Linked DNA regions of Sus scrofa: region 1 is linked to region 2. Evidence: chromatin contacts called from public HiChIP or PLAC-seq data. All regions are on one chromosome and are shown on one strand. Each heading gives the region's core, a stretch centred on a gene start, on an enhancer-like site or on the middle of the called end of the contact. The rest is flanking DNA. Distances are from core to core; before and after follow the strand shown. Region 1 has its middle 3.3 kb from the start of MIR1. Region 2 has its middle 6.3 kb from the start of RPS21.

Evidence for each region. HiChIP or PLAC-seq counts read pairs in DNA pulled down with a chosen protein or histone mark.
Region 1: a contact with region 2 is called in an H3K27ac HiChIP or PLAC-seq map of skeletal muscle. The contact joins two enhancer-like sites. A contact is called at or near these places in 1 of 47 Hi-C or Micro-C datasets (heart right ventricle) and 1 of 2 datasets of contacts at active chromatin or transcription factors (skeletal muscle).

What each region holds. Positions count from the first base shown.
Region 1 is chr17:61,894,179-61,900,572 of Sscrofa11.1, forward strand. No RefSeq gene overlaps it. Among named protein-coding and RNA genes, the nearest start is that of MIR1, 3.3 kb to the left of the region's middle. Within about 2 kb of position 3,128, at least 10 of the 83 cell types and tissues checked have an H3K27ac peak or open chromatin away from gene starts, as enhancers often do. A contact at or near this core is called in skeletal muscle, where this site is marked.
Region 2 is chr17:61,754,011-61,760,542 of Sscrofa11.1, forward strand. No RefSeq gene overlaps it. Among named protein-coding and RNA genes, the nearest start is that of RPS21, 6.3 kb to the right of the region's middle. Within about 2 kb of position 4,026, at least 34 of the 83 cell types and tissues checked have an H3K27ac peak or open chromatin away from gene starts, as enhancers often do. A contact at or near this core is called in skeletal muscle, where this site is marked.

The sequences.
Region 1 (6,394 bases), core at 1,878-4,377, 140 kb after region 2:
GACAGACAGACAGGCAGCGGTGGCGGGCAGGCCTGGGTGGCAGGCTGCCTGGGCGTCAGTGGACGGCTTGTCCTCTGCCGGTATTGTTCTGTCACTTTGCCTGTGTCAGCAGGTGGAAGCCTCATCAGACATTAAATATTCAACGTGCTGACTGCGGCAGAGGGAAGGCAGCCTGTGGCAGGCATGGGGTCCGCTGGGGGGCGTGCAGGGGCTGGGGTGCGGGGCCTCAGCAGGGGGACAGGGCCGTGTGGTTCTGGGCTGTCACTTGTTGCCACCCGCGAAAGGGACGTTTGCTGGCAGAGAATGCTCAGAGGCAAAGCAGTCTGTGGCCCAAAGGACGGGCCAGTGCGAGGGAGGGAGGGAGGGAGGGGACGTGTGCGGCCACGTGGGAGGGGCGCTTGGAGGCACAGGCACTCAGTCTTTGCTCTCAGGCTGTGGCAGGGGCAGAGGCAGGAGAGCGGTGGCTCAGCCTCCTGTGGGGTCCCTGCTCCCTCCTCTGAAATACCCCGGCCCAGCATCTGGAGGACACCTCAGGTGCCCGTGGTGCTTAAGAAGCCAATGGGGGAGTTCCCCCTGTGGCTCAGTGGGTTAAGAACCTGACTAGTAACCATGAAGATGTGGGTTCGATCCCGGGCCTCTCTCAGTGGGCTAAGGATCCAGCGTTGCCTCAAGCTTTGGTGTAGGTTTGCAGATGAGGCTTGGATCTGGCGTGGCTGTGGCTGTGGTGCAGGCCGGCGGCTACAGCTCCAATTTGACCCCTAGCCCGGGAACCTCCATATGCTGCAGATGCAGCCGTTAAAAAAAACGAAGAAAAAAAAAAGAAACCAAAGGGCCAGAGCTGGGTGGCCCAAGCCCTTCCTAGGGTCTGTGTGGCCCCCAGCCTCCCACACCCCCACCCCAAGCCCCGCACAGCTCTCCTGCCTTCAGCGACTTCAGCTGAAAGCACTTTGTTCTGTAAAGGACGTCAGGCCAGCGTGGTGCAGACAAGGTCCCATCCCTCCTGCCCTGCCACCAGCCAGTCCCAGTCAGGATGCTGCTGGGCTGATGGCCAGTGGGTCCCTCGGCTGGACCGTGACCGCCCAGGTGACGGGGGCCGATGCTGTCTCTGGTCTTTGAAGTCCGGCTCCGCAGTGCGGGGCCGTCTCCCGCCAGCAAAGGGCAGAAGGCTCTGGGACCGCCGACGGGGCTGGGCTGCTGTGGCAGGGTGCTGTCCCCCCAGTTTCTGGCTCCGGAGTACAGGCATCTGCAGCCAGGGAGGCAGCTCCCTGACCCGGACACGGCCTCCATGGCCCTCAGGGCTGTTTTTCCAGAGTGGGTGTCTTCTCTGCCTCTCCTGCCATCCCTGGCATTGCTGCCCGGCCCGCGGCAGATGCCCCGGCCCCTCCTGCACCCTGACCTTTGGCAGAAATTTGGCCCTTGGGTGGGGGTTGGGACAGGGGGGTGGGCAGGCCTCCTCCTCCAAATACTAGAAAGGCCTGGGGGCAGCCAGGTTCCCTGACTCCAAGTGGCCCACGGACCAGGAGACGTGGGCAGTTCCCAGCTCTCACGCAGCCCCCAGCTCCTGGGGGCCAGGAGGGCTTGGGGATCTGGGGTCCCTCCCGGTTTTCGAGTCTCCCCACCTCTGGTCCCTCCGGCAGCCACAACAGGGAAGCAAGACTGTCCTTGGGCACCACTTTCCTCCGGCCACTGGGCCCAGAGGGGTCAGTGCCCAGCATGGCCGGGAAGGTCGTTTCTGCCCTGATGATTCCAGCTCCGGCCACAGGGAGGAAAGCAGCCGGGCGCGGCCGGCCGCAGACACAGCTCCCTTCCCCTCGCTCCGTCCGCTGCGCATTAAGCCTTGATTGCAGGATGTGGTGTTTAGGCAAAAGCACTGGTGCTTTGGAATTAGGTTTGACTGAGCAGAAGAACTAGAGAGTTTGCAGGGAGAGCGCGGCGGCCTCTTAGCTTGAGTGACCTCAGCCAAGTTAAAAAGGGGACCACTTGGAAGCTGCCCGTGGAAGCCAGAGCCCCTTCTCCGGCGTGTGCCCCCGCCCAGGGGTCTTGCTGTCTTCCAGCGACGCCGGCCAGGTTGGGACTTTCTGTTCTCAAAGCTCCAACTCTTGGTTTTCCAGGGCAGGAGCTGAGGAGGGAACCCCCCCCCAAAAAAAAGGATGGTGTTTTTCTCAGTGGGATCTTTGGGCCTTTCAGTGGGGGGGGGGGTGCAGCCTGGACGGGCGTCTGTGCTCTGCCCAGAGGGGCTTTTTGCTGGACACTACAGCACCCCAGACACGCTGCCACGGGGGCGCTGGGCCCCCAGCAGAGGGAAAGGAGCCTGGGGGTGCCAGGCGGGGTGAAAGTGGGACAGCCTCTCGCTCAGGGGCTTGCTCGCCAGCCTGGGGACCTGGGTTCGGGGAGGTTCCTGGGTTCAGGGAGGCTCCTGGGTTTCCTGGAAACAGCCCAGGAATTCGTCAGGCCCCGGTTCCCCCGGGTGGAAGCAGGTGGGTCCGAGAATTGTGGAGCTGATCAAGCCAGGGCCAGATTAGTTAGCATTTTCTATCTATGGCTCACAAACTCCAGCCATGCTCCAAATGAAACCTCCACACTGGAGGAGATCAGCTGGGAGTCGGGTGAGAGTCCGGAGGGGGGGCAGCCCCGTCGTGCTGCGTGGACGTGCTGGTGTGTGTTATGTGCAGTGGGCAAGGCGTCTCTCTCTGTCCTGGCACCAGGGGTCCACAGACATCGCGACCCGGCTTCCAAAGAGGGGCCCTGTGGTGCTGGGGTGATGGTTTGTCAGGTTCAGGAGGCTTTCAAAACGGGGCGGGGGGTGTGCTCTGGTGAGAGCGGCTGCGTGGGGCGGAGGCGTTAGCAAGCTCTTTTAAAACTGTCCGCCCCACGTGAAAAATGCACCGAAGAACGAACTGCCGGTGAGATGATTAGACTGACCTGCAGGACGGATGCTCTAGCTGCTGCAGCCCCAGTCAATCAAAGGGAACACTGCTTGAATTGCAAATTTCCCCCCAAAATGCCCTAAATGAAAAATGAGGGAACGGGAGGAATTTTAGGGCCAGAGCCAGGCGGGAGGAGGGGGCCTGAAGCATTGGCCAGGCGCGAGGTGGGGGGAGTGGGCGGTGCCAGTGAGCCAGTGGGCGGGGCCAGAGGCGGGGCCAGCCCGTTGCAGGAATGCAGCCACCTTCGGTAAAGGGTAACCACAGTCCCGCACTTTGTGCTGACTCAGCCTCGCTGGGCTGCCTGCACGTCCGATTGCAGGGGGCCTCCAGCCTCGCTGCAGCTCTGCTCCCTGCCTTTGACGTGCTCCGCTCCCTGGGGTGGCCGGGCCTGGAGCCCCGGAGGCTTTCTTAGGGACTCCAGCCTTGGCTGCTGTCCTGCCCTCTGCCCACCAGCAGAGGCTTGCGCTGGTTGCTCCAGCCTGGATCCCGCTCTGTGCCTCTCAGCTGGCCCTGCAAAAGGCCCAGGACCCGGCCAGGCAAAGCGTGGGCTGCCCTGGGTCGTGTTCCTGGCTGCCCAGTGGGGCCTGCCTTTAGCGCTCAGCCAGCACTGACCCTGGGAAGGCCCTGGGGCGCCAGCAGGGAGAGGCTGGGGGCGGAGCAGTGCGGGCTGCTGCAGTGCAGAGACGCAGCTGCAGCGGCATGCAGGGCGCGCCTCTCAAGGGCAGGGACAAGAGGGCCACCCCGACAGCCCCGCGGCTGCCCCTTGGGGGGAGTGACTGGGGGCGGCCGACCTTGCAAAGGTGTCAGCTCCCTGGACCAGCCACCGGGGTCTCCAGGGGCCCCTCAGTTTCAGGCCCTGCTGCTTCCCGGGCTAAGGAGGTGGTCTGACTGGTTGCATGTGATAGTGAGGGCAGGGATGCTGGGCAGAGAGGCGCCTTCCAGGCGCCAGCGTCCAGCCCGGGTGGAGAACAAAGGCCACCTGCTACACAGGTGCTGGGCAGGAAGGCTTTTCTCCATCCGGGGCGCCGCCCAAAGGACCAGCTGGTTGAGTCTGGGGTCCCCTAGGGGTCAAACCAATAGCTCGGGGAGGGAGCCAGTGAGGACAGCTGGGGCCAGAGGCGGGTGTGTGTGTGTGCGCGCACGCGCGTGCGCCAGTGTGTGAAGAACAGTGTGAGACGGATCGGACAGTCGCCCAGAGTATTTTTAACAGCAGGGAGGGGACGGGGCAGCTGTCCCCAGAACCTGTCACGGGTGCCCAGGGGGGACTCAGGAGGTTGAAGGACACCCAGGACAGACACGCCGTCCTGGGCGCCGTCCCCCTGGCAGGCCTGCGCACCGTTGGTCATGCCCACATATGGCGACTGGACTGCGTGTCCCTCCAGCCGCCCGGCCGCTGCGGCCGGTATAAATAGCCACATTCTCAGCTGTCCTGTTGGAGAGGCTGAACTCCGGTGACTCTGGGCGTGGGAGGCCCAGGGCAGCCCCTCGCGCCCGCCCACCCCAAGTGCCCGAGGTCACAGCTGTAGTGACGATGACAGGACAGGCGGTGAGGCTCTGCGCACTGCCCCTGCCGTGTTCTGTTGCCCCCTTTGTGGGCATCAAATCCACCAGGGCCTGGTGGGGCCTTTGCCCACCAAAGGGCTCAGCAGGGCCAGGACCCCAGTCTGGGCTGGGGCTTTGTGGGGGTGCGGGCAGGGCCATCTGCCTGGTCCCAGGTGCACGAGCTCAGTCCTCCAGGTGGAGGCTGGTGCTGGGGTCTCCTGAGTCCCTGCTCCTGTGGTCCCTCCTCATCTGTCCCTGGCCATTCCCGCCTGTGCTGGACGTGGCGACATGCCCCGGAGGCCTCACGGCCCGTCAGTCCCCTTCCCAGGGGATTTTGCTTTCCCACCATCCTTAGCCCAGGAAGTGAATCTCTAACAGTGGAATTTCAAACCAACCCACCTCAAGGCCAGTGGAGCAGATGGCCTTGAGTGAGGGAAAATAGGGCCTGCTGAGTCCCCCTCGAGCATAGATGCAAGTCCTGTGGCCTGGACTGCTCTTCCCATCCTGGAGGCCTCCCCGAGCTGGGAGGTGCAGAGAACGTGGGCAGGGTTTGGGGGCAGATACGTGCGGGCTCTTTGCACGTGGGGTTCGGGCCTTCCGCGGCATCCCCGGCTGGCGGGTGGCCGCTCCGGACCTCCCACTAGTTTATCGGGGACAGTGGCATGGCAATCCCTGGGCCCTGAACCCTCGGTGCCAGATCCATCTCTGCAGAGGTGCGATGTAGTGGGGCTCCCAGGAGGGGACAAGTGGCTTTCCTCTCCTGTCTGGATACATCGCGTTAATTCGCTCCGAAGCTGCCCCCCATCCCCCGCCCCCGACCTCAGGGCTCGCCCAGCTGGTCCTCAGCCACGAAGCTCTTTCTTCAAATTATACTGGCTTTACCCCCCGCTCCATCTTTGAGATGATAAGACACAAAAATCTATCTTGCCATTTTTGCAAAGAACAGCAAAACAATCACGTGTCCCCTGGCCCCCGCCTCCCCATTGCCCTGTCCCCTGCTCTTTGGGTCTATTTGAGGCGAAATTTATCTCTGGAAGGGGCCCATCAATTTGCTCTGCTCTTTTGTTGACAAGTTTATTAAAAACCCGGGCAACTCTGTATTAAACTTTTATCAGTGTTGAGAAATAATACATTTTTTTGAATAGACAGAAAAGTTATGGAGCTGGGCTGAGTGCGTTTCGTTCGGCGTCTGGCTGGGTCAGCGCTGGCGATAGTGAGAAACAGGGCTGTTTTTTTGGGGGGTGGGTCTCCCCCAGGACACCCCTGTGCGGGCCTCGCAGCCTGAGCAGGACCCCTGGAAGGGCTCCTTCTGCGCAGCCCCGGCCAGGCCGCTCACACCTCCAAGACTAACCGTAATTCTTTGCTATTGATTTTAATAATTAACCAAAATCCGGAATTAAAAATTAATTTATTGGTGAATCTGAGTGTTGATAGGTAATGTTGCCGCCAAAGAAATATTAGATTTTTAATGTTGAAAATGTAAAAAACCCCTAGTAAAAAAACCCCACACGGATCCAGGTATCCCTCCTGGGTCAGGAGGGGAGGGAACCTGGCAGGGAGGGCTGCCCCCAGGTGTGGGAGTGGGGGGAAGGGGGGCTGAGTCTCCCCCCATCTCTGTGATGACCCGGTGGAGGCGCAGCTTGGTCCCCGCCCTGTGGCCTCTGAGCACAGCATCTGGGGCTGCAGGTGGGCCTGGGCTGTTGCTTATCTTTGAGCAGACGTTGGGGCCACATCGCTAAGGCCACTGGCCACGGTGCCCGCTGTCCTGGGGCCAGTGACACCATGCCCTGGGGGCCGTCCTGGGGGGTTTCTGCTCGAGGTGGACGCTGTTCTCTGAGGTCCTGAGTGAGGGCTGTGGGGCAGCATGGGTGAGAGGCTGCCTGGCCACCCTCGAGGGCAAGTGGCCAGGGGTTCCCCGCTGAGCT
Region 2 (6,532 bases), core at 2,776-5,275:
CCACGGCCCCCGAGGCCCCCAGTCTGCTGGGCATTCTCCCCTCATTCGACAGCTATGTAACATTCGCATTTATTTCACTTCATCTTATAACCTGATTATTTATTTTGCGTCCTGAGCCCTGCTGAGCAGGTGCTGGGCCATTGTGGCTGGAGGCCGGGACCCCTGTGCCCGTGGCCTTTGCAGTGGCCTGGAGCCCCAGGTGGGGGCAGGCAGGCCCATGGGAGGGGGCCGAGCACCCAGACCCTCGTGGTATTGCTCCCTCGTGGGTCTGAGGGCCACAGCACAGAGTAAATAATACCTGCAGTGAGGGTGTGGGAGTCGGGGCCCTTTGCTGCCGGTGGGGACACAGCCAGTGTCCCATGGGTCCCACACTCTCACTCCCAAATCCCACCCGTGAACGTTCGTGGCAGCCCTTTCCCTGCCAGCCTGGAAAAGCCCAGGTGCCCATCAGCAGCTGAGCGGGCGAGCAGGTATGAGGTGGTCCAGGCACGCGGCCAAGTGTTTGCTGAAGAAAAGGCTCAACACCCACACGGCCGCTGCACGCGAGCTGGGAGGCGGGCTCCTGGGAGAGGCTGCCTGGTCTGGAGCTGGGGGTGCACCTGGGTCACCGGCCTCTCCCGGGGTGGAGGGGGCAGCTCAGCTGGGCTGGTTCGGGCACCGCTTACCTGGGAGTGGGTGCCTGTCAGGTGGAGGGGGCGGAGGCAGAGTCACCTCTGGGTGCCAAGGACCCCCCAGCCACACACACACACATGTAAACACACACACACATACACACATGCACACCTACACAATTACACACACACCTATGCACACAAACACACCTTCACACACACACTATACACATGCATACATATGTACACACATTCACACACACACACACACACGCATGCACATACACATATCCACACGTGCATGCACACGTGTAGGGCGGGCCTGTGTTTAGGGCCGTGGTGAGGACACGCAACCCTCGACAGGGAACTGACCCAGCCTGGAACGCGGACCCCCGTGGGCCTCCCACCCCGTCCTCGCTGAGCGCCCACGGGGCCCCCAGTCACACGCAGGCTCGTGCCTCGGAGGCCTGATGGGGAACGTCACCCTAGGACCAGGCCTCCCCCGTCCCCTCGACAGGTGACCTGACAGGGGCTCCCCCAGGGCCCCCCGGGCTTCCAATGCCAATGACACCTCTCGTCGCCCCAGTGTCATAAAAGGAGGGCTTGCGAGTTCAGAAGACAGGCAGGGGCATGGAGGTGGCGCCCGGCTGGGCCGCTGCCCCCCGCCCCCGCGCCCCTCCCCAGTCCCTCTGCCACAGAGGTGGGGGTGGGGGTGGGGGTGGGCTCAGCTCCAGGCCTCCGTTTGCCTCAAGTTTCAACATTTACAAAACTTTTGTCCCGAGGCTGCTCTGGGGAAAGATTTCCTAGAGGAATGTAAACACAAGATGGGGAGGCTCCTGCCAGACCCCGGGCTGGGGGCTCGCGGGAGCCTGGCCTCCCTCTCCCAGGGGACCTGGGGGTCTGAGCCCGGCCCTCCCAGGAGCAGTGGTGAGGGTGGAGGCGGGCAGCGGAGCCCCTCCCTGGGGGCCGGGTCTTTGTGGCCCCCGTGCTCCCGGTCCCCTGGGGACTTGCCGTGTGGCCTCAGGTCAGAAGTGCTACCTCCCTGGCCCGGGAGCAATGGGGCTGACCGTGCCTCCTGCCTCGACTTTGGCCCCAACGCCCCAGCGCCCAGTGGTCTTAGGGAGTGGCTGTTTCCGGGGCCCCGGCTCCTGCTTGGACGCTCACAGAAGCCCACCTGTCAGAGGGGAGATGGAGGGTCAGAGCGGCCCTGTGGCCTCCGCCTGTCCCCAGCACTGCGACTCCGAGGCACGGCGATGGGCCGCTGCTCAGGGCTCGGGGCTCTGACCTGATCTCCCAGGTGCTCACTCCCCGCCACGAAGGCTTGTCCTGGCTGGACAAGTGCCCACCGCCTGGCTATTGAGGGCTGACCCTGGGTGCCCTCGGCAAGGCCCTGTGGCACCAGCCCCGGAGCCGAGCAGGACAGGGCCCACCAGGAGGTTGTCTGGGTCGGCGGGAGGCTGGCTCAGGCTGCCCTCAGGGCCTCCCGGAACCGCCACCAGGAATTCCCGGAGACCCCAGCCCCGCCCACCCAGGGGAGGAACACGCCGAAGCCAGGAGCCGGGAGGAGGGTGTGAGGGGGCCTCCGCCTTCTGGAACCCTCCAGGCCTGGCAGCGGATCCTGCTGCCCTCCCTGCCCCCACACAGAGAGGGCGCCTGGTCTGTCTCTCAGGCTGCAGGGGCACTGCGGTGACCAGTGTGAAAGGGCTGGTCCCTGCAGGCCACATCCCCTCCCCGGAGAGGCCTTCCCTGACCCCCCCCAGCCTCTTCAGGGAACACTGCCCTTTGAAGTCTCCCTGCAGGGCCGTCCTGGGCGCTGCGGGACAGGGCGGCATCCCAGCCTCCATCCACTAGTGGCCAGTGGTGCCTGTCCACCCCTGCTGCGACAGCCAGCACTGCCTGTCGTGTGTCGTGGGGGGGTCTGGGAGAAGACTCCCGCCCCGGGCCTTCCCGAGACGACCTGCTTTGTCTTCTTCCCCAGCCACGAGCTCCCCTGGGGACAGGGCCCCAGGACAGCCACCGCGTGGGGTCACAGCAGGCGGGGGCGATGGCACATCCTGGGGTTTCAGGGTCCCAGCACAGCTGCAGAGCTGGGCAGGGAGGGGGAAGCTGCCCAGGGCTCCGAGGAGCCGGCCGGCCGGGCTGAGCAGGACAAGCCCGGGCCAGACCAGCTCACCTGGGGCAGGAATGTGGATCCCGGCACCTTCCTCCCCCGCTTTCCAGGCCACACAAACCTCCGCCTGCGGGCACGTTCCTGCAGCTGCCAACGCCCCTGCTGGCTGGTGCTCAGGGGCCGGGCAAGCCTGAGAGCGGCCTGTGCTGCCCGTGGGCCTGGGGACCTTCCTCTCTGATCCACCCCTGGCCCCCAGCTGGGCGTCCCCACGGCACAGACAGAAGAGAGGGGTGGGACCTCCCAACCCGCCCGGCTTCTGACTGCATCGCTGCCTGAACTCCCGTCCTGGCCTTTCTAGGGCTCCGCCTGGGGCTTTGGGGGCGACCTCTCCTCCAGCACACTGCACCTCAGCCCTGCCTGCCGCAGACCCTGGCTCCCTGGCTCTGGGGGAGCCACTTCCTCCCCCGGGGCCTCGGTTTCCTGCTCTGTGAAGTGGACTCACAACTGCCCTTCCTCACGGGGTTGCCCTGGGGCCACCGTGGGGGCCCGACCAAGGCTCGGTTCACAGGCAAGAGGAGCGAGGCTGCGAAGGACACGGGGTGGGAACGCGTGGCTCCCTGACCTTGGCCGCGGGCAGCTGCCCCTGGATGCGCGGTCCTGCGCGGGGCGGCTGGGCTAACCCCCACGTGTCCCGAGGTAGGAAGGGCTGGTCCGAGTTTACCTCCCAGACAGACAGACCGACCACTGGACCGTTCCCCTGGAGACACCGGTGACAAAGGGGCAGGCGGGTGACTGGTCGTCCCCTCCAGGTGCACAGGCCCAGGGTGCCCTGTCCGGTTGAACCCTCGCCTCCACCCGCGGAAGGAGGGAGAACAGCTTCACCCCTCTTTGGGTTTTGGCCCTCGAGGCATTTGGCCATTCCTTGGCCAGGGATCAAACCTGCGTCACAGCAGTGATGCTGGATCCCTAGCCCTCTGTGCCACAAGGGAACTCCCAGCTTCAGCCTTCTGATGGGGAACCTGAGACTCAGAAAGAGAGAAGGATAGGGCTGGGGTCCGAGGTCAGCTTGGACACCAACCGTGGCGTCTGCCCCTGGCGGGCCCAGTCCCGGGGGAAAGGTGGGCCTGGCAGCCTCCTTCCTTTGAACCTGAAACTCCACCCAGTTTGACTGGGACATCCTGGCCACTGGCCAGCCTGGTGAGCCCACTGGGTGGCCACGGGGATGAGCCAGCTGCGCGCCTGGGACGCTGTGTGCCTGGGACGGAAGGGCCTCCTTTCCTGTCCCTTGGCTCTGTCCTCACAGCCAGGCCCCGAGGGAGGGGTGGGGCCAGAAGACGGGCCGTGCCTGGCTATGTGACCTCATCGTCCTCTCCCGGGCGTCAGCTGGCATCCAGGGGCCCGGCTCGGCCCCCAGCCCCGCCTCCAGAGTGCCTTCACCTGCATCTGGGCATGGGGCCTGCGAGAGCCTCCCGGGGGGCAGGTGGGGAGGGGCACGGGCCCACCCAGTCCCCGGCCCTGACCCTGACCCAAGGCGGCGTGGTCAGCACTACACCCCGGCTGCCTGGGTGAACATGCGATGCTTAGGGTTTGTGTTCCTTGCCACGTGTAGGTTAGATCACAAGAAAAAATTGAATGCAGAAAAATAACCAGACAAAGTGAAACAAAGTAAGACGGAACAGAGCTGCCTCCGGCTGCCACGCTCGGGCTGCCTCCGGCTGCCCGCCGGTGGGGACCCACATGTGCCGCACCTGCTGTGACCTCCCTGGAGCCTCGCTGAGACTGGAGGGCTGGTGACTGCCCGTGTCCCCCTGAGACTGGAGGACCGTCTGGAATCCCGAGGGAGGTGGTGGCACCAGGCCGTGCCGGTGGCTCACTGAGGCCTGCGTGCTCCATGCCCCTGGGGCCCCTCCGAGGCTGGGCCTTCTCCCAAGAGCAGAGGGCAGCCAGGAGGGTCCCGTGGCCAGAGCTCCGGGCCAGCTCTGCACGGGGACAAGCCTGTCCCTTGGCCCTGACCTGCAGCTCACCCTGGGCCTGCACTCAGGCCAGGAAGGAGGGTTTCCTGGTTTCAGGGCTGGTCCCGTCCACACACAATGGGGTTGGGGCTGACCTGGCCTGGCTCAGCCAGAAACGGCTGCTGGGGGTGGGGGGAGGTTCCCGGGTGGCTGTTGTCACCACACATCCAGGGGCCCCAGGCACCTGCCTGCAAGGTGGGCCTGCAGCCTCCACCCGCACCTGGGCCCCCGGCCTCCAGCCCCCGCCTGGGCAGCCTGAACAAGGACCAGGGAGAGACTGGTCCTCAGCTTCCAGAGTCTTCTGCAGCTGTGTGACCTGTGTCACGACCTCATACTGAGCACATGTGGTGGTGACAGTGATGGGATGACGGTGGTGGCGGTGAGTGCTGGCACGCCGAGGGCCTCCCAAATTCCACGTGGGTTCTGAGCCCCGTGCGCTATTACCACCTCCCCGCTTTACCAGCCGGGAGGGGGCAGTGACGCAGCGTGTCACACGGCTAAGAGGCACAGGGCGTGCAAACCCAGCCTGCAGCCCTGGCGCGATGCTGGGAGTCACGCGGTCCAGGCCCCGGGGGCAGGAACAGCCGTGTCCCGTGAACACAGGGGCCCTCGCGGGTCCTCATGGGACCACCCTGCGGAACCGCGGCTGCCCCGGGCCCTGGCGGCTGGCCAGGATCAGCAAGGGTGCCTCGGAGTGCCAGGCTCGCTCAGCCCCCCAGCTTCGGCCCTGTCCCCACCTGGAGACCCCACAGGAAGCTCGGGCAACAATGCACCCCTTGGGTGCATGTGGGCCGGGCCTGAGGGAGGCAGCCTGCAGGACCCCGGGCAGGGCTGTGCGGGGCCAGGAGCAGCACGGGAGCAGCTCTGGACGCCCCGCAGTGGCTGCCGGGGAGAGCACATGGGCCCGGGACGTCCGGCTCGGCTCCACCCGCGCAGCTGCCCCACTTCAGGGGCCCCTCCCTCCTGTTGGCGGGCCTGGGACTTTGGACAGCAGGGCTTCTCAGAGAGGGGCTCATCCAGATGCCACGGTCTGGAGGGAGGGGTCACAGAGCTTCCTTTTGAAGACCTGGACTCTGGCACCCTGTCCCAGGGAACCAGGGACTATGTGTGCGTGAGTGGTGTGTCATCAAAATGGTTTTTTGAGTTTCCTGGTGGCCTAGCAGGTTAAGGACCTGGCATTGCCACTGTTGCGGCACGGGCTGATCCCTGGCCTGGGAACTCTGGCACACTGGCGGCTTGGCCAGAAATTTTTTTCCTTTTTTTTGAGAGTTAAGTTTTATTTGGGGTGAAATTAGGACTTAAGTCCAGGCAACAGCACCTCAGGTAGCCCCGAGAAACTGCTCCCCCAATTTTTTTTTTTATGTGATAAAATATATCTAAAACTTTCGCCTTTGACCACTTTCAGGCGTGTGGCTCACGGGTATTAAATACACGCATGCTGCTGTGCAGCCACTGCCACCACCATCTCTAGAAACGTCTCGTCTTGTGAAGACGGAGCTCCATGCCATGAAACACGAACTCCCTCCCAGCCCCTGCCCCCCGCAGCCCCCGTCCTACTCTCTACCTGAACCGGGCTGCTTTAGGTCCCTCCTCGTGGTGGAATTACACGGCCCGTTTCACTCACAACGTCCTCAAGCTTCACCCCATGCAGGTGTTCCAGCCTCCTTCCTCCCGCAGCTGCCTGCTGTGCCCAGAGCACGCGTCTGGCTCATCTGCTCACCCACCCAGAGACGCCTGGGTTGCTCCCACGTCTTGGTGATTGTAAGGCTGTCATCACAGGTGTGCCAGGATCTCTTCAT